Regions from separate parts of the Rattus norvegicus genome. Here region 1 is linked to region 2. A link is a contact called in public Hi-C data. All regions are on one chromosome and are shown on one strand. Each heading gives the region's core, a stretch centred on a gene start, on an enhancer-like site or on the middle of the called end of the contact. The rest is flanking DNA. Distances are from core to core; before and after follow the strand shown. Region 1 has its middle 180 kb from the start of Lmo4. Region 2 holds the start of Lmo4 (LIM domain only 4).

What was found. A called contact is a pair of places that touch in the nucleus more often than the background predicts.
Region 1: a Hi-C map of Schwann cells shows a contact between it and region 2, with 5 times the contacts expected there. The contact joins the enhancer-like site here to the promoter of Lmo4 in region 2. A contact is called at or near these places in 1 of 12 Hi-C or Micro-C datasets (Schwann cells) and 1 of 1 datasets of contacts at active chromatin or transcription factors (oligodendrocytes).

The regions. Positions count from the first base shown.
Region 1 is chr2:236,113,791-236,120,302 of GRCr8, reverse strand. No RefSeq gene overlaps it. Among named protein-coding and RNA genes, the nearest start is that of Lmo4, 180 kb to the right of the region's middle. Within about 2 kb of position 4,507, at least 8 of the 93 cell types and tissues checked have an H3K27ac peak or open chromatin away from gene starts, as enhancers often do. A contact at or near this core is called in Schwann cells, where this site is marked.
Region 2 is chr2:235,938,423-235,944,454 of GRCr8, reverse strand. It overlaps Lmo4 (LIM domain only 4), which reads left to right and starts at 3,180. Exons shown (of 5, transcript NM_001009708.1): 1 at 3,180-3,539.

The DNA.
Region 1 (6,512 bases), core at 3,258-5,757, 170 kb before region 2:
ATTGTGGATGGTTTCCCAGGGTGTGAATGAGCGATTCCCTCTCCGGTGAGAGTGGTTACCTATTTAATCACCTAGACCCCCTTCTATTTAATCGCCCACCTTCTGCCTTGGGCATTGCTGAAGGTCTTTTCCTCCCACAGACTCTGCTTAAGCACAATTCCTTTTTAGGCCCCTTGCTGGCCTCAGTTTCCCAAGCCTGACCTCCTGTTTGTCTGCATCCAGCAGGCTACCACTTTGTCCCAGTCTCTGCCTCTCATTCTCTCTGACTTTCCAGAGTCTTTGTTCTTCCCCCTTGAGGAGAACCTGTTTTGGGACAGGTTGTTTCTGGCTGAAAATGTCTATGAGCCTCAAAATGTCCTAAATGTACTTTTGATGTCCTGGACAGCCCACTCACTGTGACTGCTCCTCTTCCTGTTTCCTGGGATGGTCTCTTTGAAGATCCCACTATTGCATATTATGTTGTTCTGAGAATATAGTCGCTTTCCTCCCCTTCTGGGAAGAGACCTCTGAGTCTAGATAGACTCAGTTACCTCTGGATCCTTGGCTATCTGCTGTGATAGATTAATTTTCCTCTACGCTATCCTCTCTACTGGACCCAATAACTTCCTAGTCTAGGGGTGTTTGTGCGTGCTGTGTGTGTGTGTGTGTGTGTGTGTGTGTCTTTGTGTCTGTGTGTATGTATGTTCCTCTGTGTGTGTATGTGTGTGTGTTTGCTCCTGTGTGTGTGTTCCTGTGTGTCCCTGTGTGTATGTCCCTGTATGTGTGTATGTCCCTGTGTGTGTGTCTGTGTATGTGTATGTCTGTGTGTGTGTGTATGTGTGTGTGTGTGTGTGGGGGTATGTCCCTGTGTGTATGTGTGTGTATGTGTATATGTCCCCGTGTGTCTGTCCCTGTGTGTGTGTGTGTGTGTATGTCCCTGTGTGTGTGTATGTGTGTGTGGGGTATGTCCCTGTGTCTGTCCCTGTGTGTGTGTGTGTATGTCCCTGTGTGTGTGTGTGTGTGTGTGTGTGTGTATGTCCCTGTGTGTGTGTATGTGTGTGTGGTGTATGTCCCTGTGTCTGTCCCTGTGTGTGTGTGTGTGTATGTCCCTGTGTGTGTATGTATGTCCGTGTGTATGTGTGTGAATGTGTGTGTGCGTGTGTGTGTGTGTGTGTGTATGTCCCTGTGTGTGTGTGTATGTCCCTGTGTGTGTATGTGTGTGTGCATGTGTGTGTGTATCCCTGTGTCTGTCCCTGTGTGTGTGTATGTCCCTGTGTGTGTGTGTGTGTATCCCTGTGTCTGTCCCTGTGTATGTATGTCCCTGTGTGTGTGTCTGTCCCTGTGTGTGTGTATGTCCCTGTGTGTGTGTATATGTCCCTGTGTGTGTGTATGTATGTCCCCGTGTATGTGTGTGTATGTGTGTGTGCATGTGTGTGTGTGTATCCCTGTGTCTGTCCCTGTGTGTGTGTCCGTGTCCCTGTGTGTGTGTGTATCCCTGTGTCTGTCCCTGTGTGTGTGTCTGTCCCTGTGTGTGTGTATCTCTGTGTCTGTCCCTGTGTGTGTGTCTGTCCCTGTGTGTGTCTGTCCCTGCGTGTGTGTGCGTGTGTGTGTCCGTGTCCCTGTGTGTGTGTGTGTATCCCTGTGTCTGTCCCTGTGTGTGTGTATGTCCCTGTGTGTGTATCCCTGTGTCTGTCCCTGTGTGTGTGTGTCTGTCCCTGTGTGTGTCTGTCCCTGCGTGTGTGTGTGTGTGTGTGTGTGTGCATGTGTGTGTCCATGTCCCTGTGTGTGTGTCCGTGTCCCTGTGTGTGTGCCTTTGCCTTCCCTCCACAGCTCTTTCCTGTGACCACTTGTTCCCAAGGGCCAGTCTTAGGCACGGTTGTCTAACCACTTCTCTATTGTCTGGCACTTCTGTCCTTGGTGCCCTGGCTTCTGTGCCCCTTGGCCTACGACTTCCTATTTCGGGGCTTCAGTTGGTCCAGTTGTCACCCAGCTCCCCGGGCTGACTGCTTCTTCTGGTTCTCAGGCTTGGAGCTTTGAGGGAAGGTGCAGTTAGAAAGCTAGTCTCTCCCTAGAAGAAGGAACCTTCTTAATCTGTGGCAGTTTGGAAGCACATCCTTTCCCTCTAAGCCCTGTGAGGGGAAGCCAAACGCCCATTCTTAAAGTGTGACTACTGAGGCCCACTGTGCACTGCTGTTATCTCGGCAGGAGAGCCATTTGCAACCGTTTACAACCCTCTCACTCCCCCCTTCCCCTCTGTGTGCGCTTCCACACGCACCAGTCCACGTCTATTAGTGCAGATGGTGACAAACTAACTCCCCATTGAAAGGGCTCAGAGCAGAGGGAAAATGGATTTTTGGTCTGTCCTTATAAACAAGAAAGCCTGAATGATTTTAGGTTCCTGATTCTTGCCTCAAAAGAGCACAGTTTGCTTCTTCCGAACACAAGAGGTTGTAAATTGGTAATTCATCTCAACCAAAGGCCGTGTGATGAGCCTCTGTAGAAGTATTTCTTTTCCTTGTTGTGCAAAAGAGGAACCAGACTTCTGAGTGTGGGTTCCAGCTGGAGGTCGCCTAGCACCATTTGCAGCCCAAAGGCAGCGGCTTGGCCAGCCCCAGGCTCTGTAGACCCTCCAGTCCTCTCACCTGCAGAGCCATGGGGTAGGTGGCTTCTGCATTGCCCTGAGGGTTTTTTTTTTAAAACCCTGCTCTAATCAAAACACTTTACTATATTTCCTATTGTCAGCTAATCCTGCCCGAACTCATTAAATAACAGTGTGTGGGTTATTTGCTGTCAGTGAAATTATCAAAGGCATTCCCCCCCCCCAACGAAACACACGCTCCAGTGATAACTAAAACAATAATGGAGAAATGTCATGATCAGTCTTGACCAGATGACCCTGCCCATTTCAAATGACCTCTTTATCTCAGCACAAGGGTCACCCCCGTGAATTCTTACAGTGAGCCACTGCTCGCCACTCCCACGATTACAAAACTCACTGTACTCATTGTAGTTAATGAGATGTGGAAAGCCTTGTGCTGTGATTTGCTGGGCCATATGCTGTAAGGGGTCGCCGTTGATTCCACTCTTCCCTATTTAATTCAAGCAGGCCGCAATGCCTTCTTCATATGGCTACTTATATAATAAAAATTAACTTGGGATATTAAAAAGAAAACCACCATTGTGGGGTTTATGACTTGGCGAGGCTCAGTCTCATGTCTTTGCATCGAAACATCTGTAAGTGATGTGTGCCGCTCTAATTTTAAATCCCGCCAAGTATTTCCCATTTAACGTTTGGTTTAACGGACAAACTTGCAGAGGTGGCTTGCAGATCTGTACATGTTCTCAAGGCCATAGATCTGCTTTTTATTATTAGTTTTTTTTAAAAGAAAATAACTGTAATTTAAAACTTGTTTTTAAAAAACCCTCTACATATCAGTGCATGCAGAAGTCATGCCTCTTGAACCTCTTAAAGATGCTGCTGCAATGAATCCGTTGCCCCTACAAGTGGTTTCCTTGTGTTTGACTTTTGCTTTAACTTCTGTGGTAGGTGGGGGAACTTCTGAACACTGGAGAGTTGGCTATGGGTGGGAGGGATAAGGTGGGAGGAGCCACTGCTGGGGTTTGGGGGTGAGGGGTGGACACCTCTGCAAGAATGGACAGAGGAAACACACCAAGCCCCTTCAGGGCGTCCAGTAATCAACATTTTATTTCCTTACACTTAAACAACGAAAGTTCTCACTAATTCTCAGAGGAGCCAGGCCCTCTGATCTATCCATGGATCTGAGCTATAAACTGGTAAAAGCCAGCCCCTCCTCTGTCTGCTAGTAGGGTTACCCAATAAAACAGAGGGCCCGAAATGTGAATTTCAGATGAATCACATATACTTTTTAGTACAAATGCACCCCAGGCTGCATTTGGGGCATACTTAAATTAAGACTTGAGTAAGGCAGTATCTGGAATCCAAACCCATCCTGTATTCACTTGCTAAATCGGGCCAGCCCCGTCCATACCTGGATCAGGCGGGTTTTCTGACTGCATCCTAAGGGTGGCCTGAATTTAAGCGGAAGGGTGGGCGGAAGCCATTAATGCTTCCCTGGGGATGGTGCAGCCCCTGCGAGCTCTACTCTGCAGTTATTAAACTCGGGCTCCCGGGGCTCTGAGGCATGCTGACTCAGCATCTGGGCAAGGGGGATGCTGGACCCCAGAAACATAATTAAACTGCTTCCACGACTGACTCGAAAATAAAAGTGTGTGTGTGGGGCGGGGAGAGAAACTTGAGGGGGAAGTTAAACAACAAATGGCGAGGTGTGGCGTGAAACCTCAGGGAAACTGTCGGTTTTGCTTCAAGGGAATTGAATTGTGAAACTTGCAAGTTGCGAAATTTCACTCGCTGATGCCTGTGAGAACTGAAGTTTGTTTTAATTGTCAATTAAAGCTGGGATCTGAGGAGCCTTAGGGCGGTGCTGGCCCAAAGGAACCCGGTGCGGGCCGGATGGATGACGGGGCCGGCCACTGGGGGTCAGGATAAGCTCGCAGAGGTGCCCTTCGACCGACTGTGCGGTCCGGAGGGGAGCGAGGCTCTGCCCGGGAGGCGGTGCCTGCGAGCTAGGGCCTTGTTGGCCTTCCTGGTTGCTGGAGTGAGCTTCAGGTACCAAATGGCCTTTGCCAGAGTGCAATCAGCTATGTGCAGATGACCACATCCTGATAACAGAAGAAGTACGGCCTTGTTGAAGATTTTATGAAACAGAAAACAATTCATTTTGCATTCATACGGAGACTTAGGATAGAAAACAGCCAAGCCCTGAGTGTTTTGCTTAGAACTTGTTTAAGGCGGGGTGCGGGGAGGGTGGATAGAGAGAACACAGAGATACAGAGGGGAAGGGAGACGGGGAAGGAGGGAGAGAGATCCAGAGGAGGGGGGAGGGATGCAGAGAGACAGAGAGACAGAGAGACAGAGAGAACATACAGAGAGAGATTAAAGAAGAACCGCCCCCCCCCCCCCCCCCAAACCAAAGTTGTGATGTTTGCAAGCCGCTGTTGACTTCAGATCGAGGTTGCCTTCTTGTTAACCCGGCCACGCAGCCTCAGAAGATGATTCTCCCACCAAGGGATTAACCCCGTGGAACAGTTACGGAATGTGCGGTCTCTAGAGACTCGAGATCAAGGAGTCTAAAATGTTTGTAAGGGGGAAAAATCCTCAGTGGCTTGGGAGCTTTACGGAGACACTTTAAAGGAGAATCAAAATTGCCCTTATTTAAGAGCTTCGGAGATCCAAATATAAGCCTCTTTTCTTTCGCCAAGAAGGCCACTTACTCATTTGGTGTGCCTTTAATGCTTAAAGGGAACACTGGGGTTCCTATTCGGTCCCAAACACGACTTTATGATTTTTTTTTTTTTTTTTTTTTTGCAAAGTCCGCTTTCCTTTTTTCTTTTTCCCCTTAGCGCCTCAGATTTCTGTTCTATTTGGGGACGAGATGTTGAAGGGAGTCTGAATGGCTGTCTCAGACACTGCCTGAGAGACAGGCTTGGTGTCTTTCAAGTGGCTCCAAGTGCTTGGGTGGCAGGGTTCCTCAGACTGAGGGTGATGTCAAAAGGTTCTCTGATGACAGTCGCTCGGTTTAGAGATGATCCGCCACGAACGTTTCAATCATACATTCGGCCATCTTTGTGAGGACTCACTCCATCTCTGCGGGACTGGTGTTGAGGTGGGGGTGGGGCACAGTATCTGAAAACAGAATCTAGATGGGGGGGGGGGCAAGGACGTGAAGGGACACAGTAAACCGTTGGCTGGCCTGACACGGTGTTCCGGAGAATGAGGAAATCATTCTTTTTTTTTCTTTCTGGAAGGAGGAGAAGCCACAAGTTTATTTAATCTTTTCTAGGCAACTTACTTTTATTGCATTTTTAATTCCCTCTCCTGCATTACCATGACCCTTTTCCCTGGCTTCCCACGCCTGTCCTTAATTACTTATCATTAGCAATGTACACGGGGCCTCGCTGCATATTTATAAATGTGATCATTAGTACATGGGAAGACAAAGGCTTCTTTAAGACTGTCATTAGTTATTCTGTTTTCATGGAAATGTTCATTAGGAAAAACTACCCACCTGGTTAAATAATTATAATTAAGGTTTGGTAATCTCCCCTGCATTTTTAACTCCATCTTCCGTCTGTTTGCATGAGGCTAAACAAGCCTTATTTGGCGAGAGTTCTATCTTTCATTTACCTCAGGAGTTGTCAACAAATACAGAGCCCTTGTTTTAAACTGTAGGTGTTGACTGATTTATAGTGCGGTCGGTATAATTTTGGTAATCCGGCCGGCTCATCTCTGAGCCTGAGGGCCGGCCGTGGAATGGTGAGTCACACAGAGTCCAGGGGCTTTGCTTGGTTTTAGTCCCTGGACCTTCGTCCAACGTCCAAGGCTGCCCTTAAACTCCTTGACCAGAGAGATGCTGGGCTTGGAGACCACTGGCCATGACTCCATTGCGTGCCAAGTGAGACAAGTAGCAGTTGGATGGTGTGAGTGTTTGGGT
Region 2 (6,032 bases), core at 1,931-4,430:
TCACCGGAGAGCACCAAGTCCAGGCGTAAGACCTTAGTTGAGAAGATGAGTTTAGATAAATAATTTCAAGGCAAGTAAGGAAAATGAAAGCCTGATCTAGGATCCATTTAGATCCTATGTTAATAAGAAAAAAAAAACTCAAAATGGTTTGTGTTTAAAAAGAAAAAAAATAAAGTACCAGACTTTTATGTCTCACTTTAGGAAACTGGCTGAACGTTGGGTGTGTGACATCAGCAGGGTCCTTCCAAACCAGCAGACACAATGCAACACTTCAGAATTAGCTAATTTTACTTTACCTCAGAATTATTTCTTGGCACTATTTTCATCATTGTCTGAACACTTTTATTACACACGGCGTCAGTACCCTTCCCCAAGCAGGTGTGTGTGTGTGTGTGTGTGTGTGTGTGTGTGTGTGTGTGTGTGTGTGTGTGTGTGTCGTTTTTGTGTGCCTAGGGTCAGGTTGACATCAGACTGGCGTGGGTTTCTCTCTCAGTCCGGCACTTTTGAGAACACAAGACATTGCTACCTGGGAAGAGAAAGGACCGCTTAGAGTAAAGAATGCAGAAATAAGGACTACCCAGAGGTGGCGCTGTGGTTAAAGTACACCTGAATTTTGATTACCATGAATGGATTCCCTTCCTACCCTTCAAACATGTTGCTAGCCTCCACAACCTTTGTAGTTCTATAACCACAGTAAATAAAGATTTCTGGCAATATATCCCCACCCATTCCACTTTACCGGAGTACATATGCAGACTCCACACACAACCAAAACATTAAAACCACCTCTAAAAGTTTAGGCCCTGGGTAGCCTAGAGACACAGGTTCAAAGTCCCATCCTTCAGGCCTTCCCCATTCCTTCCCTCCACAAAACCCACCCAGACCCTTAGAGAATCATTTGGTGGTACCTGAGCCCATTCTTGCTTAAATTTATAATATTTCATTTTAGAATTAAATATCCATCTTATTGGTCATACTTTAGAAAACACCATAACTCACCATGATGCTGAATGTTATGTGTCCTTGTTTTTTTAAAAAATAATTTAAAAGAAAAAAAAAGGACAATACAGCTTGATTTCTTCTTCTTTTTTAGATAAAGTGTTTGTACAGATATGGAAATCTTCTCGTAGGATCTATTTTAATACAACAATAGACATGAAGATCTTATACCAGCTAGGCAAGGCAGGCCTGAAATCCCAGAACTTATGGGGGAAGCAGAAGTTCTACTTCGAGTCTGGTCTTAAAGAGCAAAAATCCCTGATCACCGAGTTTTGATTGATTTAAATTGTAAGGAGTCAAAATCGAACCGAGGAATTATAATGTCTTATATCTTAATAGTGTCCTCTCCTCCTCCGAGGTTATTGTTTTGTTTTGTTGAATTTTTTGTTTGGACTTAAAAAAAAAGTATCTTTCCTAAATTGGCCTGTTTTCATCACGTCTCCGCGGCTGTTTTCTGTATAGCACATTCTGATTATTACCACGTCCATATTTTTTAATATAAAAAAGCTTTTAATACGTGCACAAGGTCCATGATCCCAAGCACGCAACGTTAAATACAAATCCATGAGGATAATTTTTAAGTGTAACGTGCTAGGGATCCAAGGAGCTAGAATACAGAAATGAGTATTTTTAACTGGCATTAAAAACATCCTCTTCCTGGTTTCATGGGCAATATTTATTCCTTCGCCGTAATCTGGCAGTTTAAAGAACCCGGATTCTGCACACAGCTGCTAGGACTGTAGATGTTCTGCCTGATTTTTCTTCAACTTCCTTTCTTCAATCTAGCAGCCCTGTGTGTAACACGGTATGAAAGCTTCTCCCACAAGGCTGGTTTTGGTTAATGATACTTAGCAATACAGCTTTTGCATTTCCATGATAATTTCCAACAGAAAAATCTCTCTGGAACTTACTATTAATAATCAACCCCAATATTAACCTCAGATCGGAGATTTATTAAACCTATTTGGCAGAGTGAAGTTGAATAACTCGATGTTCAAGGATCTAGGCTGAGCTCTGGCCCTGGGAAGAGGCTCCGAAGCTAGCTAGCGTTCCTCAAACCTTTGATTTGTACGGGAAACGACTAGTGTTCCTTTCTCAGGGTTGTGAGCTAGCCGGTCTGGCAAATGTTTGCATCGCTTTAGGGGGCTATGAGGGGAGCTAGCATCTCATCCTCCACACTGAGGCAGAACGGTGAGCAAAAACCGTTGCCCATGAAGTTTTCTTCATCTCTGAGTGTAATCTGCACCCACCAGCAACTGACAAGCATCTATGAAGTGCCTGCCCCTTCCAGTTTATGCTGGGGTTAATGGGAGCAAGATGGGGTTAAGCAGGCAGTACTTAGGTAGGAACTACTTCCCACTTTTGCCTAAGGTTTTCAAATCTGCAACCCGAAGGATTAAACAAAACACCCGCTTTTGCACCTCCCTCCGGCAGAATGAATCCTCTACCCTAACAGGAAGAGACCCATTTCGGGGAAAGTAAGTTTCCCGAGGGTCTGTTCTCTGAGCCACGGAAGGCGATCCCCGAGGCCCTGCGGGGGCGGGCTCCACGCGTCCCCGCGAGCTAGGCAGGCAGGTGTGGTCCCGAGCCTGGGCACGCGCTCGCTGGCCGCGTCCCCCGCACCTCCCGGGTCCCTTTTCGTCCCCCGACCCCAGCCCCCCCCCGCCTTCCCGGGCCCGGCCCGCTCAGTCGCCCGCCTCGCTCCCCGCCCCCCGAGTCTCGTTTCAGTCACCCTTTGTCCTTCCCCGGATTGGCAGGTTTTATTATTCCGCCTGAACAATCCGGCCGCCCAGTGGCTGAGGGTCGCTGACGTCGGCGGCAGAGCCGGGGAGTAGTTGGGATTCTGCTCTGTCAGTAACACATGTGTAAGCGCCGCCGAAGGAGCGAGCGAGCCGGCTAGAGGCCCGCGCCGCCGCCTCCGAGCCGGGCAGCAGCAGCGGGGCAGCCGATCGGTCCAGCGCTCTCCGCCGGTCCGCAGCTCCCCACTCCGTGCGCCCTCGCACCGGCCGCGGGACCGAGGCTGCACCGCCACTCTCCCGGGCCGCAGGTCGCGGGAGGGGGGGGACTCGGCCGAGCTGCCGGCGGCGGGCGGGAGGAAGGCGGCGGCGGAGGAGGAGGAGCGCGGGCGCGGCGGGGGCGGGGGCGCGTACAAAGTGAAGCCACATTGCCAAACTTGCAGCCGCGATTGCAGCAGTGGCTGCCGCTGCGCCGCGCGGGCCGGGCCGAGGGCGCCTGCAGCTGCTCCTCGCGCGCAGCCGGGGGCTGAGGACCCGGACCCTCGGGCTGAGACTTGACACTTCTGCGCCGGGCCGCCTGCCACTTAGCGTGGGGCTCCGTCTACCCGCCCCAGAGCCACGCGATTAAAAAAAAAAAAAAAGCAGCCCTTAGCCCCCTCCTCCCCTTTCCTGCTTCTGCGAGAACTCCCTCCCTCCCTCCAGCTCCGCCAGCCCCGGCGCCCCTGCCCTGGAAGCCGAGCGGCTCCGCTCGCATTTCGCCGCCGCCGCCGCCTCTCGCAGTGTTGCAATATAGGGGAGAAACAGGTAAGGGGGTGGCTGGGGGCGCCGCGGGCCCGGAGGGGACGAGGGAGGGAGGGAGGGGGGAGCTGATCGGGGCCGGGGCTGTTTTCTTTGGCTTCCTTCCCTTGACCGTCCCAAATTGCAAGTAAACAATACGTCGCCTTAGATAATGCGTGAGTCTGAAACTACCCGAGGCCGGCCTGCGAGCTAGCACGGAGGGCAGCCCGGGGCCGCCAGCTTTGTAGCGGTTCCTTGCTTACAAAAGGGTTCTTCTTGGAGACCGGGCTGATGGGGACCCTGGAGAGGGCTGGGGGGCAGTTCCAGTTCCTAAAGGAAAGGCAGGGGCTGCTTAGATGAGAAGTGGTGTGTGTGGGTGGGGGCGATAGTCATGACCCCCCCCCAACACTATTTGAAACAGGGATCGAAAAGCTCCAAGTGACCAGGGATCCGGCATTGCTGATTCTTTTTAAAAGAATTCCTCTTGGCTTATAAGTCTTTTGTTCCAATCCAGGAGAAATCCGGTGAATCACCTAATTAAAATCAAGACATGAATTAAGCATCCATTTTTGTACTACAAATGGCCAGCGCTACGGTTGTCCCTCCCTTGGTCTCCATTAAAAAACACCAGAGACGTTGTTAAAGGGGGGCAGATTTTGCCTCTAGCTGCCAGCTCTGCTTTCTATTTCACTGACTGTCCCAGGACCTAAATTGCTTGGCTATGTAATTACTAGAGTATAAGCCTATTTAACTTAAAAGCTTTCTTTTTTTTTTTCCAACTCTAAATGAAACTTGATGAGGGCCCGTCCTTAGTTATCAGGGGAGTCAGTTTCTGGTCAGTCCTCCTGATTCATCTCTCTTAGATTTAATCAGCATTAAGGTATTGCTTGTCCTTAAGAGCTTTAGCTAATGGGGTTACTGGATGCTTTTCTCAGTGTAATGTTTCCTTTTCAAAAAAAATATACATATATATTTACCTCTCACTAAAGATGGGGGCGGGGAGCAGCTTGGAATCTCCTCCCTCCCCCTCCCTTTTAAAAAAGGAATTCGGAGCGATTAAAACGTTGAGGAGTGGTGGTGGTGGGGGAACAGTTTAAAGACCTAGGGCAGGAAATGCAGATTCATTTGGGTCAGGGCTGAAATTGTAACAAAAAGCAATTCCTCGAGTAAATGCATCAGATAAATCAATTTACATAAAGGTATGATGCATTCGGATAAATGCAATGCTAATGGGTTTTAGAGCGGTCCTGGTTCCAGAGTCTCAGGGTTTTGTTACAGCTTAATTGGTGCAGTTCTTATTCTGGTTTATTGTGCGGTCACTGGACACACGTTCCGGGACTCTTTCGGAGGAAATGTGTTTAAAATCGGCCTATTTAAGGAACCCGAGTCCTTCTTTCGTTCCCTCTCCCCGGTTCTTTGCAGCAGTGAAGTTGGGCTTGGGGACAGACAAAGTTCACCCTCTCCCTTCTGAGGTATCAGCTGAATGTCTTGAGCCGATAGCTGGGAGCCTGGGGGGGAAGCCCACACTCTCGCCTTACAGAGGACAAAGACAAAACAAGCTGCTTAATTGGCAGTAAATAACTTGATCTTTTTATAGAATAAGTGACTGGAGAAACACTAGGACTTTATTGGACTCCGGATTGGAGGCAACAAATTAATCGGTTTAAGCTAAGCTTTATAAATTGATTCCTATATTATACCCCAGTTAGAGAGAGAGAGAGAGAGAGAGAGAGAGAGAGAGAGAGAGAGAGAGAGAGATATGTTTAAAAGCAGTTTTTCGTGACATCAAGAAGACTGGCTTGAATTTAACTTGTGTGTCCCTCAATAGTGCCTCCTCACATATAACCCCCCTCTCATGGGGGGGGGGGCAAAGCTCTCGCATTTAAATTGCTGATCAAGGGCAGATTAGCGAGACCAAAGTGGAGAGTGTTTGTATAGGAAGTTAACAGGCATCCTAAAGTTCAATGATCTATTATCCTTGCCTGTGTCCTGAAAACACTCATTGATCTTCAAAATGAAATGAGATTTGGAACAATAATGGGAGATGGCGGTCACCACAATGGCATGTGAAAGGTGCTGTTTAAAATACGAAAAACCAGTTTCGCAACTTTACACCCGGCAACCCCCCCCCACTCCCCTCTCGCCACCTTGCCTCCCCTCCCACCACCTCCATCTCCCCCTCGGCCTTTCCCTTCCTCCTCTCTCCTCCTTCCTCCCCAGCCCCGGCCTTGCCGAAAACCCCGAACTATTTGCAACTTGTGAATTGCAGCCTCACTTCCCTAGGCAGAGCTCGGGAGGGAACGTGGCTGCGGCGGGGCGGCCACCTCCAGCGGCCCGCGGCTGGCTCGCGGGGCTCGGCGGGGGCTGGGGAGGGGCCGGGCGCGGCGGTGGGTGGGTTTGACCCTCATTTGCTGGAGGCGGGCGGCAGCGGGAGGAGCGGGCGGAGGCGGGCGCTGGGAGGAGGAGGGGGAGGAGGAGGAGGCGCCGCGAGGGGTGGAGCGCGCCACCGAGCCTAGCTCT